2 separate regions of the Macaca mulatta genome follow, and region 1 is linked to region 2. A link is a contact called in public Hi-C data. All regions are on one chromosome and are shown on one strand. The core of a region is the stretch at or near the end of the contact, and the rest is flanking DNA. Distances in the headings are between cores, read along the strand shown. Region 1 overlaps FMNL2 (formin like 2). Region 2 holds the start of FMNL2 (formin like 2).

What was found. Hi-C and Micro-C count contacts between places; a contact is called where the count stands out from the background.
Region 1: a contact with region 2 is called in a Hi-C map of fetal cortex germinal zone, with 5 times the contacts expected there. The contact joins the enhancer-like site here to the promoter of FMNL2 in region 2. A contact is called at or near these places in 2 of 14 Hi-C or Micro-C datasets (fetal cortex germinal zone and fetal cortical plate).

Annotation. Positions count from the first base shown.
Region 1 is chr12:57,555,526-57,561,737 of T2T-MMU8v2.0, reverse strand. It overlaps FMNL2 (formin like 2), which reads right to left. Exons shown (of 27, transcript XM_028830704.2): 26 at 4,948-4,994; 27 at 612-2,637. The coding sequence ends at 2,599. Among named protein-coding and RNA genes, the nearest start is that of PRPF40A, 72 kb to the left of the region's middle. Within about 2 kb of position 2,692, at least 4 of the 40 cell types and tissues checked have an H3K27ac peak or open chromatin away from gene starts, as enhancers often do. A contact at or near this core is called in fetal cortex germinal zone, where this site is marked.
Region 2 is chr12:57,243,631-57,250,088 of T2T-MMU8v2.0, reverse strand. FMNL2 (formin like 2) reads right to left here and starts at 5,059. Exons shown (of 27, transcript XM_028830704.2): 1 at 4,509-5,059. The coding sequence starts at 4,625.

The DNA of each region.
Region 1 (6,212 bases), core at 1,443-3,942, 310 kb before region 2:
CTAATTATATAAATTATAATACTTCCTTAAATGACTATAATTTATATGTCTATAAATTTAAGCCACTTGAAAGGTATTCTAAAATTTAAAATTTTCCTTGTTTCCATAAAAAGAACATGAAATGTTATGCATCAACTTTTGATGACTGGGAGTTTTCTTACAACTGTCAGTCCATTTGTGCAATGGGGGCCAAACTGCTTGTGCACCTTGCCAACTGGTATGGTTGTTGGGTGCAGTGTTAACTGTGCAGTTCATATATAGCCTATTATCTTTATTTGTACAACATCCTAATTGAAACATTTGGTGGGACCGCTGGGGGGTTGTGGCATTTCATCAAACAAAGGTGCTGTTTCCCCAGAAGCTGTATGTTTATAAATAATACAATTTTGGAGATGTAGTTTCATTTCCAAGATCCATTTTCTATGTTTTATATAGCAAGTGGTCACGATTTCACATAGGGAGGAATCCTACCTGAAGTTTACCAAGTGTATTTGGATTCTGAGTTCAAATAGCAAGATAGATAGATATATGTGTTTCTAGAAGGTAAGTCTACATAATATTGCTAAAACCCCTTAAATTGTACCATTGAAAGATTATGACATATTACAGAATAGTAGTGTAAATAGTTTATTTGCTCATATGCCATGAAAAGACCAGAAAAGTAACATGAATTGCTTTTATAAAACATTCTAATATTGCTAAGAAGCAGGCCCATTAATAGACAAACAGAAAAGAACATGCCAACGTTGTCTATTTGTAGATGAATAAATAGGCAGTTATTTTAACATATATGTCAGCATTGAACTTTGGAAAACAGCTGCTTTGTAGTGGAAGTCCAACTTGGTCAAATTGCTATTTTTAATCAAAGTGAATGTTCAGTCCACAGAAAGACAAAATCTTGGCATGTTCTTTTTAAAGTATACATTTATGGGAATGTGCCTGCAGGTGGCAGTTTAATCTTTCTGTAAATAGGTACACTAAAGTGAAATGTGGTAACTTGTTCCCTAAACTGTCCTTGTAGTTAAATATATATATTAAAAAAAACTATAAGTTAAAATAACATTCAGATTGTATAGCATAGGCTGATGCATTTTAAAACAATATTTACAATATTACCCAGAGGCTTAGGTGGGAATTAAAGAGAAGTGTAAAAACCATAAAAAACTGCACCAATTTTATAGCAAAATATCTGTACATTTAAAAAGATCATATAACTACACATCCAAGGAAAAGGGACCTTCACCAAGGGGTTCACATAAGCACAACATAAAATAGGAACTTCAGCGGTTAAATACTATACAATAAACTTTACAATTAATATATTGATGTACCAAGAAGATAAGCCAGAAGCAGAATGTATATTATGAAAAGTACAAATTTAGCTTCAGTCCAGTTTTTGACTTTGGAATGGATCAAGTGCCCTGCCAGAGAGGAAGGAAAAATAACAGTGGCTTAGTGAGCCATTTAGTCCCATTACATATTATTTAAGCTTAATACCATGTTAGTACTTTTTAGCAACTTAAACTGCAATTCCCCGTAAGTAGTCTGGGAAATGCAAGAACAAGTTAGCCTTGATAGACGATGCCAAGTGTATCTTCTCCAATTTACAGAAAATAAGAAAAAATTGCGATTGTCAGAGGAGAATAAGGCCAGGTTCCTAATACTACTCTGCTAGCAGATGTAACCTTGAATGCTTATTAATAGAGCTAGTAAACTTCTTCCTTGCAAGGCACCAATTTCTGTTCTCAGAATTAATAATGGTCCTCAGAAATGCTAATACTGATTACTGAGATGTTAATTTTAGTGCTAATAAATACACTTGCATTATTTAAAAGCTGCCTCTAGCTGAAGAACACAGTACTACAAATAAGTCTTATACATTATATCCCCACATTCATACCGGTGAATGCTTCTCACAGAGCATCGTTCTCTAGCACAGAAGTAGTAGAATGTGAAACTGGAAACAAAGGGTTAAGTGACCTTTGTGCCACTGCAATTGCATCCTGTTTGCACTTTGCCAGGGCCTGGTTATAGACACAAGGAGTCTCATCATGTGACTTTTTCCTTCTTCCAAGTTGCAAGTAAAATACAAAGTTGATGGATATGGCTAAAACAAAATTCCTTCAAAGACATCTCAGCAAAGGACCCACAGCAGATGCATTCATGTTATTTACAACATCAGGAAACCAGGTGGGCCATCATGGGACAATCACAATGGCAGGTAATGAGTTTAATAAGAAATTTACATTTTGGTTAAAAAAACAAACATACTGGTGTAAAAAGATACCTAATCAAATCAAATCCTATTGCTTTGATTAATCTGAACAGGTACTTCCATTTTTAGGCACTTGTTAACAAGGGTTGAAAGGAGAGCTCATTTTAAAATTATTTTGTGTTTGCTAAATCTGAGCCCTTAAGAATATTTTTTGTGTGTTCAAGGCTGCAGTTAAATGGTAGCACTTTCTTAAAGTTCATGTGGGCAGTTTCATTCACGCACACCCTGTATTCATGCAGGCCGGTCTCCGGTTCACATTGTTATTTCGGCACCATTAACAGAACGCAAGTTCTGATCATCAAAGCGCCGCCTGACGCTTCTCCTCACCGCATCGGCTCGTCTGTATGGTTGGTTTCTAAGATCTGTAAAGAGGAGAGTGCCAGTGAGAGAATAGCAACCTTTAATAGCATGTGTCTAAGCAAGACAAAGGCCAGCTGGCAGCCAATCAAAGCAGCTTGTGTAGAAAAGTCAGCTAATGGGCCCTTCAAACTCACCGAGCATTGAATCAAAGACAAACATTTGCCTTCAATATTTATAATCAAACAAAATAGGGTGTAATACTGGTAGGATTCTAGGACTTTGAGAGAAAAATACAGATTATTTCTGTCACTGGCCAGAGTCTAGCTGAAGTCTTATTTTGAAATGTTTCTTAAATTAGAAGCAGCTGTAGCTTAATTTTTTTGTTTCTGGAAGCCTGAATGAATAAACAGTAATTGCAGTAAATTTGACACTGCAAAATTAATAAACCAGACTGTCCTGTCCCATCTTATCCTTGCAGTTGTAACAAGAACCTAAAGGCTTTTACTTTGCAGATAAGGGACTCAATTTTCATTCCATTAAGCTAGCTAAGTTTATTATTTTGTAAATTTTAAACAAAATAATGTTCAATTAACCATTAAATCTAAACCAACATAATAATCTATTCCCTGACATCCTTTTCGGCCACCTTTTTTTTTTTTTTTTTTTTTTTTTTTTTTTTTTTTTTAAAGAAATGGGGTCTTGTTACATGGTCTAGGCCAGACTTGAACTAGTTTCAAGTGATTCTCCCACCTCAGCCTCCTGAGAAGCAGGGACTACAGAGCTCTACCACCTAATATTTTTTATGTTATGTCAGCAAGGAGAAGTTGTCTGGGCCCTCCTGCATAAGAAAATCCTTGTTAAATGAATGAATCAATCACCGCATACCAGTCCAAATAGGCATTGCTCTGTCGGCATGAAGGGATGAGCAGAGGAATTTTATGCAAGGACTCAGTATGAAGGCAAGCTTTCTTGAGTAAGTCAGGTAACCTAGCCGGCAGGCTAGGCTATGCAGCCTCCCTTTGATGAAGTCAGGGCATAGTGCAAAAAGTAAAGCAGGCTTTATACTTTTCCTCTTGTTTTGTTTAATTAGTATTTACTTCCCTTTCATTAACTTAGTATTGTTGACTTCTGCTAGAATACATGGTATCTTTAGAAAGGGAAATACAAACAACAGAATTAAACCAAATTGAATCTTTTGTATCCCTTTATCTACTCAACAAGTTGAAAGTGGAGCTGATGGACCACATTTGACCCACAGAATGTTTGCTCCACTGTGCCCCCCCTCACATTTTAAAATACAGTTTCCTGATGTTTAAATTGGTGATTAACATAAAGACCTGGGTTTCTGTATTTTGAAAAATTGGAAGATCTGGCAAAACCGGGTCCCAACTCCTACACAGCAAAACGAAGCTGGAGCTAAGATCTGTGCTCTAGGTTCAGCACAGTTCCTACCAGGCCTGTTACCTTCCTGGCTCCCTGACTCATGGGAATTTGTGTGACCCTGCCCTACTCTTTCCTGGGGGGTTGTGCGGGGAGGACAGTCTTTGTCACCCAGGCTGGAGTATAGTGGTGGATATCTACTCACTGCAGCATCCACTTCCTGAGCTCAAGCGATCTGCCCAGGACCTCAGCCTCCCGCGTAGCTGGGCTACAGGCATTTGCCAGCATGCCTGGCTAACTTTTGTATTTTTTTTTGTAGAGACGAGGGTTTCACTTCATTGCCTAGGGTGATCTTGAACTCAAGCGATTTGCCTGCCTTGGCCTCCCAAGGTGCTGGGATTACAGATTACAGGTGTGAGCCACCGTGCCCAGCCTCTACTCTTAAATTTAAGGAAAAAATAGTTTTACATACCCGAGTCCTCTCAAGCCTCTGCTTCCTATCCCACACTGGCAATGGAAGGCCAGAATTACACTTTTGCCTCATATGCAGCTCTGTGGTTCTTCAACCGAGCAATTGTTCTAAAGATCTTAATCCTTCAAAGGCTTTAGTTCATATTCCCTGGCCAGGACCTGCTTTCAGTCGCTTCAGATCAAAATGGGTTTAACTGAGTAACTCAAAGGCCAAGACGGGGGTAAAGGAAGGACAGCCCAGCACTCAAAGCAAATATAATAATCAGCAAATACCCTTGCCCAAGCCATCACACTTGAGAAGTTAAAAGCAGGCTGAGAAAGAGTCCAATAGAGAGGCTCAATCCCTGCATCATTGGAATGTGAGGTACAAAAACTCCCTGGTCAGATTCTCACCAGTATTACCCTCAGCCATAGATTGAAACCATTGATCTGCATACAGAGAGAGGAGGAAGCTAAGTAAAAAGTGATGCTTGCCAGCTCTGTGTATCCTCCACCACCGGTGTGCTAGAAGAAATCCTTACCCTCGAGTGAACATTTGGAAATTTAGTGATATTATTCTTCTTTAAGGCTAAACAGAAAAAAAACAAAAACACAAAATGATGGTTAAGAAAAAATGGGATGAAAATGGAAAGCAACTCAACTTAGTGCTCAACATTCCCAGGCATGTTAGCCAACAGAGGAAGAGAATGGAAGGCCATTACTACAAGAAGTGTTAGATCAAATAAGGGAAGGACGAGTGCATCTTCCCACCCAGCTCTCTGACCACCCAGTTCCAAGCTGCTTTGAAGATTGGCTCCAGAAAGATACAGTCCAGCAGCAAAACTGATACAAACATCAGCCAAGCAGATGACAAGTTTTCTAGCCTGTTAATAAGCACTGGTGGGTAAGTACACTGCAGAGCAGGCAATGACACTCTATGTCCTTTGCTATCAGAGATAGAAGAACATACATAAATGCAATTCATAGAATAGTTATGCCACAAAATAAACACCCAATTCCATGTCAATCTCAGCACAGGAGTCAATGGCTATGTCCAATTAAGAGTATGTGCTTCCCTTGTCTCTTTTCTAATCAACTAGACACTGAAGAGAAGTTCGTTTCTTATTAGGCATCAAGAACTAAGCCCAGGAAGTTACTTTGAAAAGTTTGATCATTTCCCCCCCAACCCAACTTAAAAACAGTGGCATTTTCCAATGATATTTGCTGTTAATATTTCTGGTGCCACCATCCTGACTAAAGCAGCAGGTCAAGATATGATCTGATCACAGAAGGTATAGCCTGGGTTTGACATGGAACAGTGAAGATGTGTGAATGAGATAAGACAGTGGGAGCGCCGAAGCCTTTGTATTCATGTCCTGCCTCACAGCTTTGCTCCAACATGGAATTACTGATAGTTGAACATGGGCATGACATTCAGAAGGAATAGAGGTGGCCTACTAAGGTAGGGTGTCATAAAGCTATGAATTGCCTATATCTACATATACAAGCTAGGTCAAAAGGGCTCCCTGTGTTAAGCTCGTATTACGAGTTCCATCACACTGTGGACGTATAAGAGAGTTAAAAGAAAGGCCCAATCTGCAGCTGTGCATAGTTTACAGTTCCTTCTGCAAGTCATTTTGTACTTTAGAGCACTTTGCATTCCTGAGCACTTTCATATGGCAGGTGATTATGCTATCAAATCATATTAATGGGGTACGGGATAAAAGGGCTAGGTTAATATCTGTAAACCTACTAGAACAGTACGTTTTGTGGGTTTCTGTTTTGTTTTAGACAGGGTCTCACTCTG
Region 2 (6,458 bases), core at 3,810-6,309:
TGAAAGACCAGATCGGTTATTTAATAACTGTACAATTTTAGGCAACTTAGGTAATCTTTTTCTTTTTTGAGACGTGGTCTCACTTTGTCACCCAGGCTGGAGTACAATGGTACGAACATGGCTCACTTCAGCCTCGACCCCCAGGACTCAAATGATCCTCCCACCTCAGTCTCTTGTGTAGCTGGGACTACAGGTGCAAGCCACCACACCTGGCTAATCTTTGTTTTCTTTTTTCATAGAGACAGGATCTCACTATGTTGCCCAGGCTGGTCTCAAATTTCTGGGCTCAAGCGATCCTCTCACCTCAGCCTCCCAAAGTGCTGGGATTATAGGTGTGAGCCACCGCGCCCAGCTTAGATAATCATTATTTATGCATCTATAATGTTGCTGATAGCACTAGTTACTATGAGCATTAAATGAGAACGGGTAAAAGGCCTACTCATAGTAGATACTCAGAAAATGTTCCCACTCCTTCTTAAAACAAAATGACCACATTCAATCTCAGGGCAAGGGGGAAAAGAATGAGAAGGAAATGGACTCAAATTAATCAGATACCAAAGCAGTTCCTCATACCAAATATAAGATAATACTGCCCTAAACCATTACTTCCTAATAATTTTAAATCTGTTTGTAGTGCTGCCTGATACCTGATATTGCATAAGATACAGCAGCTAAGACAGAGACTTAAAAATTGTCCTTTCCTCTGAAACTCAACAAAAGAATTTTTAGGATAGCTCTTCAACAAAGGCATCCAAGGGTGTGCCTTTTAAGTTGTAAACAGTGATTGCAAGCCAAAAATGAGTGAATATTATGGAGTGTCTAATGTACAAAGAGGTATTCTCAGACAAAAACCATCAGTTGTTCACCACATCCACCAAGAACCACCTTCTTATCATCATCTTTAAAAATAAAGGACATGGTAGTATTTGTGGGTGGGTGTGTGTATGTAACCCAGGGATGTCCAATGTTTTGGCTTCCCTGGGCCACATCGGAAGAAGAATTGTCTTGGGCCACACATAAAATACATTAACACTAACAACAGCTGATGAACTTAAAAAAAAAAATCACGAAATAAATCTCATAATGTTTTAAGAAAGTTTATGAATTTGTGTTGGGCCCATGCAGCCCACAGGCAGTGGGTTGACAAGCTTGATGTAACCCCCAAAATTAGACAATGGTTAACAAATACAATGGAGGGCCACGTGGCTATTATAGATGTGAAGAACCCCCCCAAAAAACACAGGCTAATATTACCTATGAAACATATACATCCTTACATCAAAGAACAAAGATTGAAGTACGTGGCTGACTTTATAATTTATGAAACACTTCCATATAAATTATACATAGGTTAGAGTGAGTATAACAGAAACACTGCACATACACACACACAAAGGTACATGTATCTCACCTTCCAGCTCTACCTGAAAGGTCAGTAGAGGGAAGCAAATGGTTAAATGTATACACTAAGACAGTAATCTTTTCCCTTAAACAGAAGTTTTATAACTATTACTATAATGATACTGAAGATGCCTATCCTTGGGAGGATTAAACTCCTAAGACTGGGATCCAATTTTTGCTAGTCACTAACTCATTTTTTTCTATTAAAAAGATTACTTTTCAAAGTTCACCCCTCTACTGTAAATTCATTAGTCTTTTATTCTCTCATTTCCATTCATACCCACCAATTTTTTATATTCACACAATTTAACCCATATAAACTGATGGGGAGGGAGAGGATAGTTACTGAGTAGGTTTGTTCTCTCTTAAGGCTTTCCTAACAAGAAATAAAATAGACTCCTGTCATTTTAATTTTTATTTACTTCTCCCTGAGGCCTTAAATATTCTAGAGCTGGAGGTTGGGAGGAATTGTTTTCCTAGCTTGAAAAAGTCTGTTAATTATTGATGTAAGCCATACTTACAATGAGGTGCTTGGACACTTTTCTGTACAGTATTACTATCTGGTTTTCCTCCCAAAACACCCATATGATCTTTATTATACAAGAAAGTTGAACTGGTATCAATAATGCCAACACGATTTCCATTGTCCTCCACATACATACTTAAAAATCTGCCACCTAAACTTGTCCTTCAAGCTTGATGTCGAGAACTAAATGGTTTGAACTGATTTCTTAAGCAACTCATAAAGAAAAGCAAAGTTGAGATTATCACACATACAACTCCAGAAAAAAAACAAGAGAAATCACCAACACTGCGCACTTCTATTGGCCTATGGAGATGATTTGGAAGGTTTCAGCTCCTCTCTCAGATTGTCAAAGAGCAAGCGGAGCTGACTTGGGAGAAGGAACGCATCAACAGTCCAAATGTATCCCTAGGAAGAGTGTTCCCAAGCTGACATGGTCCCCCAAAAACTTTGTCTCTACTCAAAAAAAGGTCAGACTGGTATTGTTTTTGTTTCTTGTTTGAGAGGCTTAGAATATCGTAAACAATTTTAAAAGGAATTGCACCCAGTAACAGTGACACAAAGTAAAGTAGCCACAACAATACTGCCCCAAGAAGCTTGGGATGTACAATCATAATTGTCTACATACTATATTTGCAACTGCTAGCCTTAACAGGAACACAAATCCACCATGTTAATGATGGGACATCATTTTTCTAAAGATTAATTCACACCATGTGTTATTAATCAGCAGGGTAACTGAAAGCTCAAGCAAAAAAAAAAAAAAAAAAGCTATCTTAGTCAAGCAGAACTTAATTGCATTATTGTTATTATTATGGCTGCTGCACTGGTTTCCCTGTGTCACTGGCTCCTCCACCACAAGTATTCAGACACTCAGACACACACACACACACACACACACACACACACACACACACACACACAGAGCACCACAGCATAGATGGAAAAACAAAAAAGCCAGCGTCGGGCGGAAAAAAAGCCAGAGCCAGCAGGTAAGAACCACATGTCTAGTAGGAAGAGGGTTTTGAAGAAAAACGTTTGTCTCTGGTAAAGCAGGTCAGGTATGCACCCAGGCCGCCTTAAGAATTATGCCTAGGCCGTTTCATTTGAATGTCCCATCTTGCACAACGGTGGGAGCAGCTGTGGGAGATCACAGGAGATGCAAAGCAACCCAAGCAACCTCATCTATCTCCCCGACGGCCACACCAGAGTTTCCAGGTGGCGGGAGAGAGAGCTCAGTTCTCCTAAAGAGCACACAGCTAACCTGCCATCCAGAACATCATTTCCCATACCAAACCATCCCTTTTTCAAGGCCTGAAGGCAGGCAATTTGAACGTCCTGTCGCTGAGCAGACCTCAGAAAACCGATTTTTGATCTAGAACTCGAGTCCTCTGCCAAAGTTGTAAGTTTTCATGAAAACAAAAGAAGAAAAGAAAACCCGCAGGCAGGCACAATCGTTGGCTGCCCGGATCACGAGTTTCCCTTGCTGCCTAGTCTTGCGGAGTTTAGAGGTAACCAACTAGGAAAAGAGAAGTGTACAAGTGTAAGGAATAGGAATGCGTCCAATCTCTCCTGTGTCCCTCCCAACATCCCTTAGAAGAGGCTGGGACGCTAAAACTAGAAGTCTGGGGACCAACTGCAGTCCAGATCCTGGCTGGGGCAAGCCGCCACACCCTCTGCAGCTCACAGCACAAGCCTCGGCTGGGAGGGGCCCAGACACAGTCCCAGCAGGAAAGGGAGAAAGAGAGGAGTTTTCAGAGTCCTGGATTCGAGGAGCTGGAAAGCTGGGAGAAGCGGAATGCAGCAGGGAGCGGGGGACCTGGCCGGGAGTGCAAGAGGAGAGGAGGGGTCGCCCGTGCAGTCAGGACAGCTCGCAACACGTCCCCGCAAAACTGCACATTTTTGTGGTTTAAGATTTAAGTCTAGAGGGAACGCGCTGAGGTTCTCCCCAGCCTGGGTTTCAGACGCCCCTGCTCCTCTCCAAGGGCCGAGGCGCCGCACTGCTGTGGGTCTCCCCTTTCCCTTTCGGGGAAGCTCCCCTTGGCCAAGCCACGACGTCCGCCCTCCAAGTTCGCCTCCGCTCATCGCCCGGCGCGGCGCCTACGGCCGGCCACACGCGCCCCATCTGCCGGGGACTTCGCAGGTCCAGGGCTGGCCGCCCGAGGGATGGTCCGCAGGGGCTCAGGGTTTTTTGTTTTGTTTTGTTTAAAAAAAAAAAAAAAAAAGCCTAAGCGGCTCGCCGCCTCCTCCTCCCAAGCCCGCGCCACCTTCCCTTCACGCCCACGCCGCACCTCCCGGGCACACGCGCCGTGAGGTGCCTCTCCAGCCAGACAATGGGTTCGGGGCTGGCTGGGCAGCCCGCCCGGAGCCCCCATCCCCATCACGGGACCCCGAGAGGCTGAGCCCGGGAGACTGCCAGGGGGGTGAAGAGGAGTGCTGGGGGCCACAAAGGGGAAAGTGGGAGCCTACCCCACGGGAATGGAGGCTCGCTCCCGGCACCGGGCGAAGGGGAGGGGCGGGGGTCAGCTGCGCCGCCCGGCCGGGGGCCCCGGGTCCCCGCGCCCGGCCGCCGCCGCGCACTCACCAGCACGATGGCAAATCGCTCCTCCAGTTCACCTGGCTCGGGCATCGGCAGCTTCAAAGGCACGTTGTGCGCCCTGAAATCGGTCTGCTGCGAATCCATGCTCCCCGCGTTGCCCATGTCGGCGGCGCGCCGGGGCCGGGGGCTGCTCCGGGCCCCTAGCGTGCGCGTCGGAAATCAGAACAGCTCCCGGCGGTCGGCTCCCGCCTGCAGGCGCGACCTGCCCGGCTCCCCACCCTCCGCCGCGCCCAGGCGGGTGTGCGGCGCGCACCGCTCCCTAGCAGCGCTCCAAGCCGAGCCGCCCCCCGGCCTCCCTCATGCTCTCCGCCGCCCCAGCGCGGCCCCGGCCTCTTTTCCTCGGGAGGGGTAGTCGGGGCGCTGGGCGCCTGTGTGCATGGTGCTCCGCTGGCACACCGCCCCCTGCTAGAGATCGCGGCCCCCGACGCGTGGTTCCTCCTACTCGGCCTTCTGCCGGGCCCGCGGCCGCCTCTGACACTTCCAGCCCTTGCCGGCCACGGCTGCGCCTGATCGGCTAACACCTCCAGCAGACAAATGCAGCTCCGCGCTCCCCTACACAATGCCCCCTCTCGCCCGGCCCCCGCCCCCGGCCCGGCTCCGCCCACTCGCCCCGAGGACTGCCGGGACGCGTAGTTTCTGCCCAAAGTGTCCGCGCGCAGAAACCACGCCCGCTCCAGAGCGCCAGGCCGAGTTGGGGCCATTTGCAGCAAGGGCGATCCGTACGTCTCTGGAGATAGCTTATGTCACTTTTGACCCTCCTCACCCCAACAGTAGAATACCTACATTGTGTATATCATGTTGACACTTGGTAGGCAGGTCTGACCATGACGGAATCCAATCAATGAATGAAGGAATGCATGCCTTCTGATTAAAATTCAGAAAATCGTTGCTGTTTTTGAAAGATCTAGTTCAATAAGGAACTTCAAAAGCATTGGCAAAGTCCTGTTTCATAAACGGGGGGGTGGCGGTGGGGGGTCCATGGGTGCTTGTTCATCGTTCTTTCTTCCATATATATGTTCTTTGGTGTGATTGAAATGTTCTATAAACAAATGTATAATTTATGGGTATATATAGTCAGCCCCTGGGAACTGGGTAAGGATTCAATTCAATTAAAAGAAAAACAAAAAACACCTGTCAAACACCTATTATGTATGGGTTATTGTGTTCCTTGGTGGAAGGAAAAAAAAAGAGACTTGCCCTGTACTGGAATACTTGCCAATCTAGCGAAGGAGAAAATTTACACACCCATGTTTCATGTGAGATGGATATAATTATAGAGTGTTCTGGGAGGCTTTGGGATGATCTTTGACTGCAGCTCTCTTATTCCTTCACAGCAGTCTCGAGCAAGGTGTCTTACAGAAAAGATTAGACCTGACTCTGTCCTCTGGGGTGTGTTTCAGACTGTAACAACCCATTCTGAAACCTCGGAAATAGAAATAGCCTTATAAGAGACTTTAGCCAACTGCTCATGTGAATGTTAAGGGCATACATCTGGTTGACTTGTGGCTGAACTTCTGCAGTTAGTCCTTTCTTAGTTTAAAGCAGTGTTTCTTAATCCTAGATGTGTATCAGATTCACTTGGGAAGCTTTTTGTTAAAACTACACACACCTTGAGCTCTGCGTATTATCAGAATCTCCTTAAGCCGAGAGCTGGAGCCTGGGCCGGTGTATGTTTAACAAGCTCCCCAGGTGATTTTGATATGCAGGTAATGTTGTTATGCTTTTAGTAAATAGCAAGTGTTTCTGGACAAGTTAGTACACCAAGATTCAATCATCAAGGACATTTCATTCATCTTTATAAACTTCAAGATTCTTTAAACATAGCAGACACCCCAAGAACTATTTGCAGAATTGACAAGTGACTTTTTCCAAAAGCATATGACACAAATACACACAAATACATCATGTGTGTTCTATTAAACCACTTCTAGTCTT